Regions from separate parts of the Zea mays genome. Here regions 1 and 3 are each linked to region 2. The links are chromatin contacts, called in public Hi-C maps. All regions are on one chromosome and are shown on one strand. The core of a region is the stretch at or near the end of the contact, and the rest is flanking DNA. Distances in the headings are between cores, read along the strand shown.

Region 1 (4,416 bases), core at 515-3,014, 200 kb after region 2:
TAAGAGATTGCAGATCGTTGGTATTACTTACATTGGGGATATCTGGCGTGGGTTGGAGCGAAGCCGGATCCGTTGCCCGATGTCGGACGACCTTGTTGTTCCTGTCCACTTTGAAGTTGGCCAAGAACTTTGCTTTCGCCTCCTGGATCATCCGCTCCTTGTGCTCTTCGAACTGGAGCTGCTCGTCAGCCGACAAGGTTTCCCAAGTCGGCTCTATGATGTTGCTTGGAGAAATATCAGAGCTATCCCTTGAACCGGCCATTGAGGGCCGATTTGATGAGCTTATATATGTCTTCCCCAGCGGAGTCGCCAAAAAGTATGTTGACGCCTTTTCGGAGCGCCAAATACTCAAGAAGAACCGGCGGCGGTGCTCTCTGCACAGGGGCGGACGGTCCGCGCGCGGGGCCGGACGGTCCGCGACCTGGCGCGAGGCGGCGGTGCTCTCTGGTCAAGCGCGGACGGTCCGCGGCCTGGGGCCGGACGGTCCGCGACCTGGTGCAGGAGCTCGGGTTCCCTGCCTGACGGCCGGACGGTCCGCGCCCTAGGGCCAGACGGTCCGCGCGTGCGCAGGGGCGGCGGAAATCGCCGGCGGCGGCCTGGATCTCGCTCCCGGGAGGGACCCTGTCGGGGAGGAGAGATCCTAGGGGTTGTCTAGGCTCGGGCCGGCCGACCTAGACTCCTCCAATCGGCGTAGAGTCGAAGAGAGGCGGAGAATTTGGGGATTGAGAGGCTAAACCTAAACTAGACTAGAACTACTCATAGGATAAAATGCGAATAAAAGTTGTATTGATTCGATTGTTCCTTACAAATCGGCCGTAGGCCTCTCTTTTTATAGAGGAGGGGGGCTGGACCCTTTACACGACCGGATTCCGAGCTAATTCCGCGGATATAGCTAACAAACATAGCACAAAACTCGGAACCCTAATCTATTCTGCGCGTGCGCGGACCGTCCAGCCCACAGGCGCGGACCGTCCGGACCGCGGACCGTCCGGCCTCAGGGCCGGACCGTCCGCACCTCATTTTGGTGCTCAACAAACGTACGAACATATACATAGTATAGTAGATAGATATAAGACATTTACTTGAGGGAACCTGGTGAATTGATGAAGAGGCTGTTGTTAGAGTCCGGGTCGAGGAGGAGGAGCTGGCTGGCGACGGCGTCCGCGAGTAAGTCCACGATCTCGTTGCCGAGGAAGACTATGCGCTCCCGGAAGAGGAGGCCCATAACGTCGCCGGCGCCGGCGCCGGCACCACCGCCCGCGGCATCCGACTCCGCTCGTCACAGCGGTGCGTGCGGTGTCAGTGAGGCGCAAGGCTTGAGGCTGAGTGCCCCTTGCTGCGCCCACTGGGAGGGAGCCCAAGCGCGAGCGCATGGCCGCTTGACACGCAGAGCGGCTGCTCTTCCCGCCGCGACGGAGAGGGACGCGGTGGCACTGGAACTTCCGGCCGCCATATATGTACCGAATGGGACTGAGCCGAACTGCTCTGCAGTAGCGGCCGGCGGCGGTGTTCCCCACCAGAGAGAAGGGAGCAGAGCCGAGGAGAGGAAATGGATAACACACAACATACCTTTCAGAGTTTTGATGAGTTTTCCCTTGAGACAGCATGACTGCAGGCGGGAAAGAGGACCTTGCGTTGCGTGGGCCTGGTCTTATGTGGACTGGGCCGTCATTCTCTTTGGGCCTAAAAATATAGTCTTGGACTCTTGGTCCACTTAAGCGCGAGCAGATATGTTAGCACTTAGCAGCATTCTTTGGTCCAACAAGTCGAGAGAAGCGGGCCGTACGCCACCACGGCAACGGAGAAGAGGACTTTCAGCTGCGGCGGCTGGCCGGCGCGGCGACGGGGATGGGGGATGGGCGCACAGGCGGCGCCAACCGTCCGGCGTGGCTGCAGCAGTACGAACTGATTGGCAAGATTGGGGAGGGGACCTATGGCCTCGTCTTCCTCGCGCGCCTTAAGCCGCCCCACCCGGCACCTGGCCGACGCGGCCCCCCTATCGCCATAAAGAAGTTTAAGCAGTCAAAGGAGGGGGACGGAGTATCACCCACCGCAATTAGAGAGATCATGGTCTGTTTTTCCCTTTGCTTTGCTGCTTCGTCCTGTACACTTTTCATCCTATCGGCCCTCGGCCTTCTCTGGGACTGGAGCACCAAACCCTAGCTTAACATACCTGGTTGCTTGCCAGCTCCTGCGCGAGATCAACCACGAGAATGTCGTCAAGCTCGTCAATGTGCACATCAACCACGCTGACATGTCCCTATACCTCGCATTCGATTACGCAGAGCACGACCTCTATGTATGTGATGATGTTTTCAATTCGTTTCTCTTCATCTTTTTGAGTTCTATACCTAATTTATTAACCAAACCAATCAAACCAACCGCAGGAGATTATCAGGCATCACAGGGAGAAGCTGAGTTCCTCCATTAACCCATACACTGTCAAATCCTTGCTGTGGCAACTGCTCAACGGCCTCAACTATCTTCACAGGTAACTGGAATGTGCTGCTTTCGATGAAGGGTGAAAGCCCTATTGAAAATTCGATGGCTTATCTCAACTATTCCCTCTTTCCTCCCTGCAGTAACTGGATTATACATCGAGATCTAAAGCCTTCCAACATACTGGTTTGGTGCCACCAATTATATAGAAATATAATTGCACAATTTCTGCAAACTTGTCCTCTTGCTGATACTTATTTCATATGTGCCACTAAGGTCATGGGAGAAGGAGATGAACATGGAATTATAAAGATAGCCGATTTTGGACTTGCTAGGATATATCAAGCTCCACTGAAACCATTATGTGATAATGGGGTGAGTACCTCCACATGCATTCCTGTTATCTAGCACGCATGCTGCTGTCCTCTGCCCTTCTTTTCACAAATACAATAGAAAATATTCTGTAGGTTGCTTCTGATAAATTTGAGGCTTAGAAGATGCATACACCAATATAACATTTCTTTATATTTTCTGAACCTTTCAGTAATCATTGGTTTCTGTTTTATTTATGGGAGCATGTTGTTTGTTATCAAGATCCGCTGTGTATATGTATGGCTTATCAATGATTTTTTAGGTTGTTGTAACTATCTGGTATCGTGCTCCTGAGCTGTTACTTGGGGGGAAACACTACACCAGTGCTGTCGGTATCCTTGCCTGGAGTGCAAAAAACATGTCTTTTACCTTGTATTTCTCTTCGTTTGATTCAGTTCAGTTATTTCCTTAAATTATTTATAGATATGTGGGCAGTTGGTTGCATTTTTGCTGAACTGCTTACACTGAAACCTCTATTCCAAGGTGTGGAAGCAAAAAATCCTCCGAACCCATTCCAGGTATGGGCACTTTCACTCAAGTAATTATTGTTGTTATCTTGCTACCAGATTAGATTATTAGACCAAAACTGCCACATTTACATGCCAAGTAAAATAACCGTCTTGCGTCATCCAATCCTTCATCTTAATAAAATCAAGTAGGCAGATACTTATTGCATACTCCCTCCGGTTTCCTATTAGTTGTCGTTTTGGATAAGGTTCGAGTCAAACTTATAAAATTTTGACTACAAATAACTATTTTGTTATTTAGTTTGGAACCAAATATTTATATGCACTAATTTATCATAAACAGTACTTTTATAAAAGTATAAATGTATTAAGAGTTCATTTATATTTTAACAAAAAACATTGGTCAAAGTTATATTTTGGAGACCGTGTCATTGTCCTAAACGACAACTAATAGGAAACCGGAGGGAGTATTGCTGTTTGTATGATCTGTTGTAACTTGTGTTACATTTTGTAGAGGTTATTAAGTCGCATGCACCAACCAATTCAACTCAAAAGCTTAAACTGATAGGAGGAGGTGGACAATTCACTTATATTATATTTTAACACTCCCCCTCGCGTCGAGCCTCTCTTGGGTCTCAGACGTGGAATAGGAGCGAACAACAATTATTTTATTTAATTGCGCTAGCCAGGATTTGAACTCGTGACCTCTAGTTCTGATACCATATTAAGTTGCATGCAGTAACTAATTCAACTCAAAAGCTTAAACTGATAGGAGGAGGTGGGCAATCCACTTATATTACATTCCAACAGAGGTTTTCATTTGTGTATGCTATTCATTGCACCTTATTTATCTCACAGTTGATTTATGCATATCTTGTAGCTTGATCAACTCGACAAGATTTTTAAGGTCTTAGGTATGGATGGCCCACTTCCTCTTCTGTACTGTTTGGCTTTTGTGCTCTTGTATTTTTTATAATCCAATCTTTCTGCAGGCCACCCTACAGTTGAAAAGTGGCCTACCCTTGCCAATCTTCCATGGTGGCAAAACGACCACCAACACATTCAAGGACATAAGTAGTATGTTTGCCATTTTTTATCTACTTTAAGATACATAAACTATGATTTTTTCATCACTCAC
Region 2 (4,763 bases), core at 41-2,540:
GGTCTCCAACCAGGGACGGAGCCAGAAAAAAAAATTAGGAGGGACTGAACTAAATTGCTACAGTATATTAACCCCTTCCATGTTATACCGTGTACACTTTAAATTTTAGGGGAGGCTCTAGTGGGGCTCAATGAACTCGACAGCGGTAGGGGGGGGGGGGGGGGGGGGGGGGGGCTCGAGACGCACCGCTGGCTCCGTCCATGTCTGCAACGACCCTTTTTACTTCAATTATGAGTACTAGCTTTCAAAAATGTGACCAGATTTTGTAGTAGTGACTAAAGAGGGTCGGTCAAGACCCTTAGGAGGCATCCATTTGCATCCCTATTCATAATCACTTTCATGTTCTAGTGGTACTTTGCGATATGATTAACAGAATTGGCACAGCTTAGGGTCTCCACATGTCGAACCTGATCGATTACCATCTCAATTTTCTCCTTCCAAATTAGAGCTTCCTGTATGTTGAATGCCGCCATCTGATACATGCCACAAATAGGAATTGAGCAAAATGAGTGATATTTAACTGAAGCCGTAGGATGAAAATCCAATGACCTTTATCATAACATTTAGCGCAAAAGAGATGAGATGGGAAAAAAACTTAGCAGCGATACAAAGCAGTTTGAAATCCAGTAATCTACTGTTGAATGCACTAAACAAAGTGAAGTTGCTCCGAATGAATACATCATTGATTTACCGTGATGCGGTTGTGCTTCTCCCTTTTGTTATAGACGCATAAGACATAAAGCATCTGCAGCAGGAGAAGTAATGCCCGAACGAAATCATCGTCCCAGACTCCCAGTCATCGCAGAATTATGATAACAAAAAGGAAGAAGAACACCAAAAAGAGATGAGAGAGAGGAAAACAGTTGTACATGTCCATGGTGCATCTTGAGCCCCCTGTCCTCGACCCTGCAGTTGCCATCGATGTGAAGGGACTTGATGGGGAGCTTTCCCCCGACCTTGTCGGCCTTGTGCTGCGGCTTGCGCTTGTAGTAGGACAGCATCCGTGGCTCCAGCACGAAGTAGCGGGTGTGGACGAAGGACCTACCGATCTTGCGCCGACCGTAACGGATCATCCACCCCTCGTATACCACCGACGAGGAAGAGGACGACGACATCACCCCCCTCCCTCAGATCCCTCCCTCTCCTCAGTAGCAAAAACACAGCACCAGACGACGACCGATTCGATCCACCAAACGCAGCTACAGCAGCTGCTGCTTAGCTCCTCTCCTCTCCTGGATTCTTCTCGGGAATAGTGGACTCCTAGTCGTCTGCTCCGTCGGCCTCGGTGAGATCGAAATCGAAGAATGGGTGCAGAAGAGAGGCCATGGACGCAACGCAACCAACAATGCATAGTGCAAACCATCGTTGCTGCTGGGCCGGCTTCTTTAGTCAGTCACAAGGCCCGAATATCCTCCACGCTTGCGATTCCCTGTCTAATGGGCTATTTTTTCTTTAAAAAAGGGATAGGCTAAACTTAGGGGGTGTTTGAATGCACTAATAGTTCAACTATTAGCTATTTTTGGTAAATTAGTTAATAGTTAGGTAGTTATTTATTAGCTAGCTAATTCCACTAACAAATTTTAGCCAACTAACTATTAGTTGTAGTGCATTCAAACACCCCCTTAGAGAGATACATACTTAGTAGGTGTTTGAATGCACTAAGGGCATGTTTGGTTTGTTACCTCAATTGTCACATTTTGCCTAACTTTTCTACCTAAGGTTAGTTATTCAATTCAAACGACTAACCTTAGGCAAAGTGTGGCATATTTAGGCACAAACCAAACATGCCCTAAAACTAATAGTTAGTTGGCTAAAAATTATTAGTGGAATTAGCTAGCTAACAAATAACTACCTAACTATTAACTAATTTACTAAAAATAGCTAATAGTTGAACTATTAGCTAGGGGTGTTTGGATGTCTCAACTAATTTTAGTGACTAACTATTAGTTTTAGTGCATTCAAACACCCCCTTATACGAGCTAAGGACTAAGGAAATATAGAGGTTATTATTATTATTATTATTATTATATGAATTTACTTATATGGGCTAAGCTATCTAGTTTCGTAAAGCCGGATTTCTAAATATCGGTGTGATAATAGTAAGGTCATATACCTTGTGAATCCCACACATTTAGGCTTAGTTTGGCAGTAAGAAAAAATTAGCCCACCAAATATTGCCCGTCGTTGAACACTAATGGAGTGTTTAGTTTTAGAAATAATGTAGTCCATCATTATTAGGGATTTTCTCAAATGCTATGAGTTAAGAACAAGACAATATAAAAATGTTCAATATTAATGTCCTTCGTCCTTCGAAGCATTATTTTTCCAAGAATATAATGATCTTCGGACGAAGGTTACGAAAGACATACCTTCATCATCTCGACATATACATATATATATATATATGATTATTAACAACGAATGAAACATGTAAAGCATAAGAAACAATATGAACAATAACATCATCATATATATATATATATATATATATATATATATATATATATATATATATATATATATTTCTCAGTATATAATCGTAAATCAATATAAGAACAATATTGAATTATATTTAGTACCTTCGGCTTGACAGAAAGTAAAGGTACAAGCGTGACGCAAAAAGCAAATGACCAGTCCGCCTGAACAGTACGGGAGTACTGTTCATTTATTTATAGGCACGGGACGCAGCCCTTATGAAATTACATTCGTACCACTTACATTTGCTAATGATTCTAAAGTAATTCATTGAGGTTTAAGTAGTCTTTTCCCTTTTAAGTCGGTTCTCTTTCCAGCTGCCATGCCGAAGCCCCCTTCCGTGTAGCTTCAGCGCTGCGTCAACCTTCGTCACAATCAAGCTCCATATCATGTCTGCTTTCATCATGAATCCGAAGATACCTGTCCATAAACCATACTTGGAAGACATTGTTAAATTATGTTTTTGAGGACCTTCGAAGGACGAAGGCCCCCAACAGTAGCCCCTCGCAGTATTAATCTGTTAACAAATTCAGACTGCGACATGGACGAAGGCCTTAAGCCGAAGGTCCGAAAAAACACCTTCCCTTTGCTAGAATAGCAACAGTCAATGACAAATGGGACCCTCCAAATTGGAGCGCACTAGGTGTATAAATAAGAACTCACCCCGAGCACACTTGGTACGCTACTTGCCGCCTCATTGTTTGCTCAATTTTTTAGCCCTTGCTTACCAGCACTTGCTTAGCTTCTTAGACTTCCTAAGCTTCGGTTTTAAGGACACATTTTCACCATTTTCGAAGAAAAGATGTCTCAAGACAAAAAAGTTGCTGCTGAGACGAAGCTGAGCGAAGAGGTGAAGCTCCTTGAGGAGAAGACTGCTGGATTTGTAGAGTCAATAGCGAAAACAAATACAGAGAAGATTACAAAAGAGATACTTGAAGGCTTGTTTGAAGATACCGATGATAGCGACAGTTATGATGTAGAGAGTGGAGGCAAAGACTCTAAAGATCGGCCCTAGCGGCCAAGTCATGCAGTCTTCGGGAAATCGACTATCAAGCAGAGTCATCTTGACCATATGAGAGGAAGGTACTTTCGAGATATGTCTATTGTTAGGGCTGACGTAGACAGGGTCGTTCCTGCTCCTGAAGAAAATGAAGTTGTGATCTACCGAAGCTTCTTCAAAGCTGGACTTCGGTTCCCGTTAAGCAGATTTGTTGTTGAAGTTTTAAAGATATACCAATTTTTTCTTCACCAGATCACTCCCGAGGCAATTGTTAGAATGGGGATCTTCGTCTAGGCTGTGAGAAGTCAAGGTCTAGAGCCAAGTGCAAGGTGTTTTTGCAGTATGCACGAACTTTCGTATGATACGAAGCCCTGGGATAAAGAACAGTATCATAAAAATTTTGGTTGCTATAGCTTCGTTGCTCGCTCTGGCTCAAGCTACCCAGTGCCAACGTTTCAGAAAAGGTGGCCCGGGGCCTAGATGGAAGAATGGTTTTACGTGAAAAATGATTTGAAGTCGAGAGAAGATATTAAAGAAATCATTATGCGACCCATCTGGTCCCACTTCGGTCTCCGAAAGCTGAAGGTAGAAATTGATGAGGCAGCCGAAGCATGCCGAAGGGCCTTCAGCACAGTTTGCTCTTTTATTGGGACAAGAGACTTAGTTGAAGAACATGTAGCCTACAGGATATGACCACTGATAGACAGTTGGGAAATTCCAAAAGAAAGAATCACTAACCCTAGCGAAGGTGGTTTGGTTCGATTGAAATACACCTTCAGGTTTGGAGACCAGTTTGTCGAACCAGATGATGAATGGCTGAAGTGTGTTGAAAGTACTAGCGATGAGCTACTTGAAACATATTCCAAGTCCGAAGATAATGCATTATCTGCGGCCTTCGGGGGCCGAAAAAAGAAAAGATTGAATAGAGTTTTTGATGCTATTGGATTTGTGTACCCTGATTACCGCTACCCGCCACGGGGACAGAAAAGAAAAGGTACAACCTCTGGAAAAGTTGCTACTTCGGCTGCTCCAAGCGAGCCTGCGCCGAAGAGGAAAAGGTTGAAGGTTCTTACTTATCGGCCACGCTACATTGAGCCGGTCGCGGTGCCTGATTTTGGCGGGGAAACTTCTTCAGCTGCTGCTCCAAAGGAGCCTACTCCTCTTACACAGAAGGCTGAAGAACCGGCTACCATACCGAAGGCGCCCTTAGTCGAGATAACTGAACCAAAGGCTGATAGAGATAAAGCCGAAGAACCAAAAACTGAAGAAGCAAAAAGGTTAGAGATTT
Region 3 (4,464 bases), core at 758-3,257, 150 kb after region 2:
GATGGCAATTGCTCTGTTAATCTGGCCTCTCAAGGGCACTATACGGGGGTATTTATAGGTACCCGAGTGTCCAACGCCCTAAGGCAAGGACGTTTATACCCACGGCTACCCGAACTATCCCCAGAATATTCCCATAAAGGGAGGTTACAGACCGTCATTACAGAAAAGTTATTACAGATGAGGCCCATAACATGCTTGTCCACGCGGGGCCCGTTACAGTGGGCCGAATTCCGCGTGGGCCTCCGGACGAGATGAGGGCGCGGGACTAGCAGACTACGTCGGAGTCTGGCCTTCGTCTTGCGATGGAGAAGACGAAGGGCAACTGCGCCGACCATCTCACCTTCGTTGGTGTAGCGAGGCGACGAAGGCTTCGCACGAAGGATAGCGTCTTCGCCTTTGCCCCAACAAATACAAGGAAGGTGGCAAATGCACCGGGGCTTGTCTTTGTTGCAGAGAAGATCCAAAATCCTTTGTTGCAGAGGAGATCCAAAAGCCTTCTGCTAGATAACTAGTTAGATGGAACCCCACCAATGGGTATTCAGGTACTGGAGCAAATTTCTCTTCGATGTCCACTTCTTCAGAGAGCTCTACATGAGATAACATGCTTATGAATACTTGTGCAATGCCATGAAAATGCAACTTGCATAGAGGGTAACAAAGAACACATCTAGAATACACCTACGAGCTGTCATCACAAGCTACAAGTCACTAGGGAGCTAATCCTTTTAAGACTTCATCCAAACACCTAAAACTTAATAAGTAACTTTATCTCATCACTAAGACACTAGATGCCCTAATTATCTAAAGGTGAAACTCTTTTTTCTATTTTGAGCAACAATTAGTTTGTTGAGCAGACCATATACAAACAGCTTCAAACCTAACCCAATATTTAATATGGCCAAGATAAGCTTACTCAGATTTTCTTCAATTTTTTTATTGCTCCATTTTTATTGTGAAAAATCATATAAGCATTTTAAGGGCACTTCTTAATTATCTAAGTATTTATTTTATTAAATAAAGATATTTAACTAGACTTACTAATTACCTATTTAGACATGCCCAAAATTGAATTAAGCTTTACTGTGAATAACTTCAAGACTTAATAGTACTCACAAGATTTTTAAGATTTGAAAGATATATAATTAGTATTAGAAATTGCTTAAACACTAATAACCTAATTTAACTAAGAATAGCACCCAATAATTATCATTGCGACCAATATATCAATCCAGAACATCCACCCAACAACTAGCTTAACCCAACAACTAGCTTAACTGATTAGTGAATCGACTCACTAATACTAAATTAAAATAACTCGAAAATCATGAACACGACAATGATTTCTAGTTCAGGCGATTTTTTTTCGAACATCAGGCGTGGTTAACCGAACGGAATTAATCGAGTGTAACATAATACACCAACCCCAAAGGGAATACACCTACAATATATACACATGAATATAAATCGCCAAAATACGAATAAAGAGCTCTACACTACCAGGTGACGACACGATGCCGGTTCGACGAGGAAATTCACGAACCCAAGCTGGGAGACGACGCTGGTGTTGCTGTTGCTTCGGCGAAGCGAGATCGACGCAGAGGAACATGAAGACGTGCAGCGCGACAAGCATGGCCAGACGGCGCCGACGATGTCCTGAGCGTAGCGTGGAGGAGGTCGGCGCCCGGATGAGTCCAGGTCGGCGCCCGAATGAGTCCGAGCATGCCAGGGAAAACTGCGGCAGGGAGCAGGAACGATGCGACGTCTAGCTGCAGGAACATGCGAAGGTTGGAGAAGACGACACTGGCGAAGTTGCTATCGTTGGTGAGGGAGGCGTGCGCCGATGACACCGGTGAACTGGGTGACGGTGCAGGTCGACCACGAGCACAAGGACGAGGCGAGAACAGGGAGACGCCAGACCTGGGTGAGCCACGGCCAGGGTTAGTGATGGAGAGTGGCTGGGCGCAGTGGAAAGGATGGCGGCTCGACGCAAGGAAGTAGGAGGGCGAGGGCCCTAGAGACGACCGGTCGGTGCTGTAGCAAGGACGCGACGAGCGATCGAGCGCTGGGAGCCTCTAAACACCGTGCGTCACAGGAATAAGGAGGCAGCGACGTTCACAAGTTGGGAGCAAAGGCTGCGTGCATGAGAGAGGGAGGCTTCCAAGCGTTGAACAGCCTCTGGACGATGAGAAAGGAACGGTAAATGGCGTGGTGATGCAAAGGCGGCAAGCAGTTGCGTGGCATTGTACCGTGAAGCGGTGAACAAGGATAGCGGATAGGTGGTATTCGCCGATAGAAGAAACAGATAGACAACTTCCCACCGACCAATGTAGCAAACTGACAGCAAATTCACCATTGATTTTATTCTGATTCAGTGCAGTATCGCATCGATCTCCAAGAAGGAAATTTTTTCAGCGAGTGATGGTCTTCAAAGTTACTTAAAGGACCATCAACAGAAAAGCTCATATTAGAGAAATACAGATGGGTCAAGAAAGATGGAAGAATTGGAATACAGACTTGAACGACATGCTGAGCAGTATTCAGTACCTGCACCCGAGAATTCAAGTTGATTTTATTCCCAAAATCATGTAGCAGTGCATCGATCTCCATGAACAAGAATCGTTCCTTAATCATAGCTTTATTACTTCTACACAGGTATCTTTGATCAAAACGTAACAAATAGAGAGTTAAGGAGCTCCAAAGATCAAACAATAACATCGACATTCACTAAAATCTGAACTTCTTCTGTTACTGAAACTGTGTTTAACACACCATTCGCCTGACAGAGAGAGTTTGAGAACAGTTTACTCCAAATTTGGTGTAGCACCAAACAAAACTTGCTTGAGAAAATGTGTTCACTATTATATGGTCTTCAAACTTGCTACAACAACCTCGGTCCAAAACCACATGAATTAGGCACAAAGAAGTCCCAAAGTTGAACCAAAAGCACTGAAATTCAGTTTTCAATCTGCCACACTAAGTCTGAAAATCCAAACCTGTCATCCCCACTTTGGACTAGTTTTACTCCTAATTCCATATGGCTTTAAGGTTAAGTAACTTAAACAAGTTTGTACATCTAAGATAGCCCTACAACTGTGCTACAGTGACCAGCACAAAAATGCCTATAAATCAAAAGTTACAACAGCCCAAAGTTAGCTAATTGACATTTTTTTCTATAAAACTTGGACATCTCCACTCATGAAAGTTGTTCAACTTGCCAAGACCTACCACTTTGGTATATGGACTTTCAGCAACTTCTCTCTCGATTTTGATTTCTACTTTTTGGGCTAGTTTAGGTTTTCAATTGAAATTTTGGACCTAGTAAAATGCATTTAAGGTGTATCAAACAAAATGATGCTGATGCATATGATGACATGTCAAGGTTTTAGTTCTAGTAACACCAGGGATGTTACACAGGGCAGCTGGAGCTGAATGTATGCTTGGAATATTACTTTCAAAATTTATAAACACATAAATCTTTGAGCTTATAATCGGAGAAGCAAATTCAAAGACTGAAGCTGCACACCATAACAGCAAAAACAACAAGCACCTTGTGTGCATTCGAGGTGTGATGTGGCTAGCACTCTGCAATTCAAAGCCATTGAGAACAAGAAATTGTTGTAATAGCTGCGCATAATTACATCACATCCTTGCTACATAGCCCCCCCCCCCCCCCCCCCCTATTGCATTAATGAAACAAACTATGAAAAATCTATCAAATAAATTCAAGGTTAGAGTACAACGACTAAGAGTTTTTTGTTTACAATTTAACATACAGCCAAATACACAACACATGTCTAAAAACTTGTATTCTAAAATCATATGTTAACAGTAATTTAATGCATGCTGGAAAACATTCCAAACCCTATAGATAAAATGGTCCACCAAGAAGCAAAAAACAACCAATAGTGCAGGTTAGTTCCCAAACATGCCAGATCTGCATTCTAGCACTAAATTAAGTGACATATATACTTAATTATTCAGAAATAAGTGAGTAACAAGAAAAAGAACAAAATAAAAGTTACAGATAAAACACCTGAAACGTAGTAACAGCCAGTTTGGCCACTAAACCGGTAGAGGTGCAGCTCGCATGCTTTAGGGCTTCTTTTAGCTGCCATTTTGCATAGTAAGCAGCAAACATACAAATAATCTGGTGTACACTTAAATGGCAGATAAATGCATTAGTCATGATGGGTTTCATGATGAGCAGATCTAGCATCGCAAGCTACAACCCGGTCCCATCCTCGGCATACTGATCTTTCCCTCATCAATCTTGATCAAAGAATGATGCAGGACACAACTACAAACACAACAACGAGTAATTCAGTAAGAGCTTTTAGGCATTGTTGCTTGAGTATCTTAACTAAAATATAATAGAGAAGGCATGTACATTAAACCTCAACTATGAATGTACGAAGGCACAATAGAAACATGTACTTTTCCCATGAAAATAAAGAAACCTGCTAT

Evidence for each region. Hi-C and Micro-C count contacts between places; a contact is called where the count stands out from the background.
Region 1: a contact with region 2 is called in a Hi-C map of leaf, with 7 times the contacts expected there. The contact joins the promoter of LOC100284562 here to the promoter of LOC100274173 in region 2. A contact is called at or near these places in 3 of 25 Hi-C or Micro-C datasets (ear, leaf and tassel).
Region 3: a contact with region 2 is called in a Hi-C map of leaf, with 7 times the contacts expected there. The contact joins the enhancer-like site here to the promoter of LOC100274173 in region 2. A contact is called at or near these places in 2 of 25 Hi-C or Micro-C datasets (both in leaf).

Annotation. Positions count from the first base shown.
Region 1 is chr5:47,076,321-47,080,736 of Zm-B73-REFERENCE-NAM-5.0, reverse strand. It overlaps LOC100284562, which reads left to right and starts at 1,764. Exons shown (of 15, transcript NM_001157457.2): 1 at 1,764-2,070; 2 at 2,189-2,299; 3 at 2,388-2,491; 4 at 2,583-2,625; 5 at 2,716-2,814; 6 at 3,074-3,143; 7 at 3,235-3,329; 8 at 4,159-4,192; 9 at 4,271-4,355. The coding sequence starts at 1,849.
Region 2 is chr5:47,279,151-47,283,913 of Zm-B73-REFERENCE-NAM-5.0, reverse strand. It overlaps LOC100274173, which reads right to left and starts at 1,290. Exons shown (of 20, transcript NM_001360556.1): 1 at 870-1,290; 2 at 408-473. The coding sequence starts at 1,115.
Region 3 is chr5:47,125,859-47,130,322 of Zm-B73-REFERENCE-NAM-5.0, reverse strand. It overlaps the pseudogene LOC100501024. Among protein-coding and RNA genes, the nearest start is that of LOC100284562, 49 kb to the right of the region's middle. Within about 2 kb of position 2,007, at least 17 of the 20 cell types and tissues checked have an H3K27ac peak or open chromatin away from gene starts, as enhancers often do. A contact at or near this core is called in leaf, where this site is marked.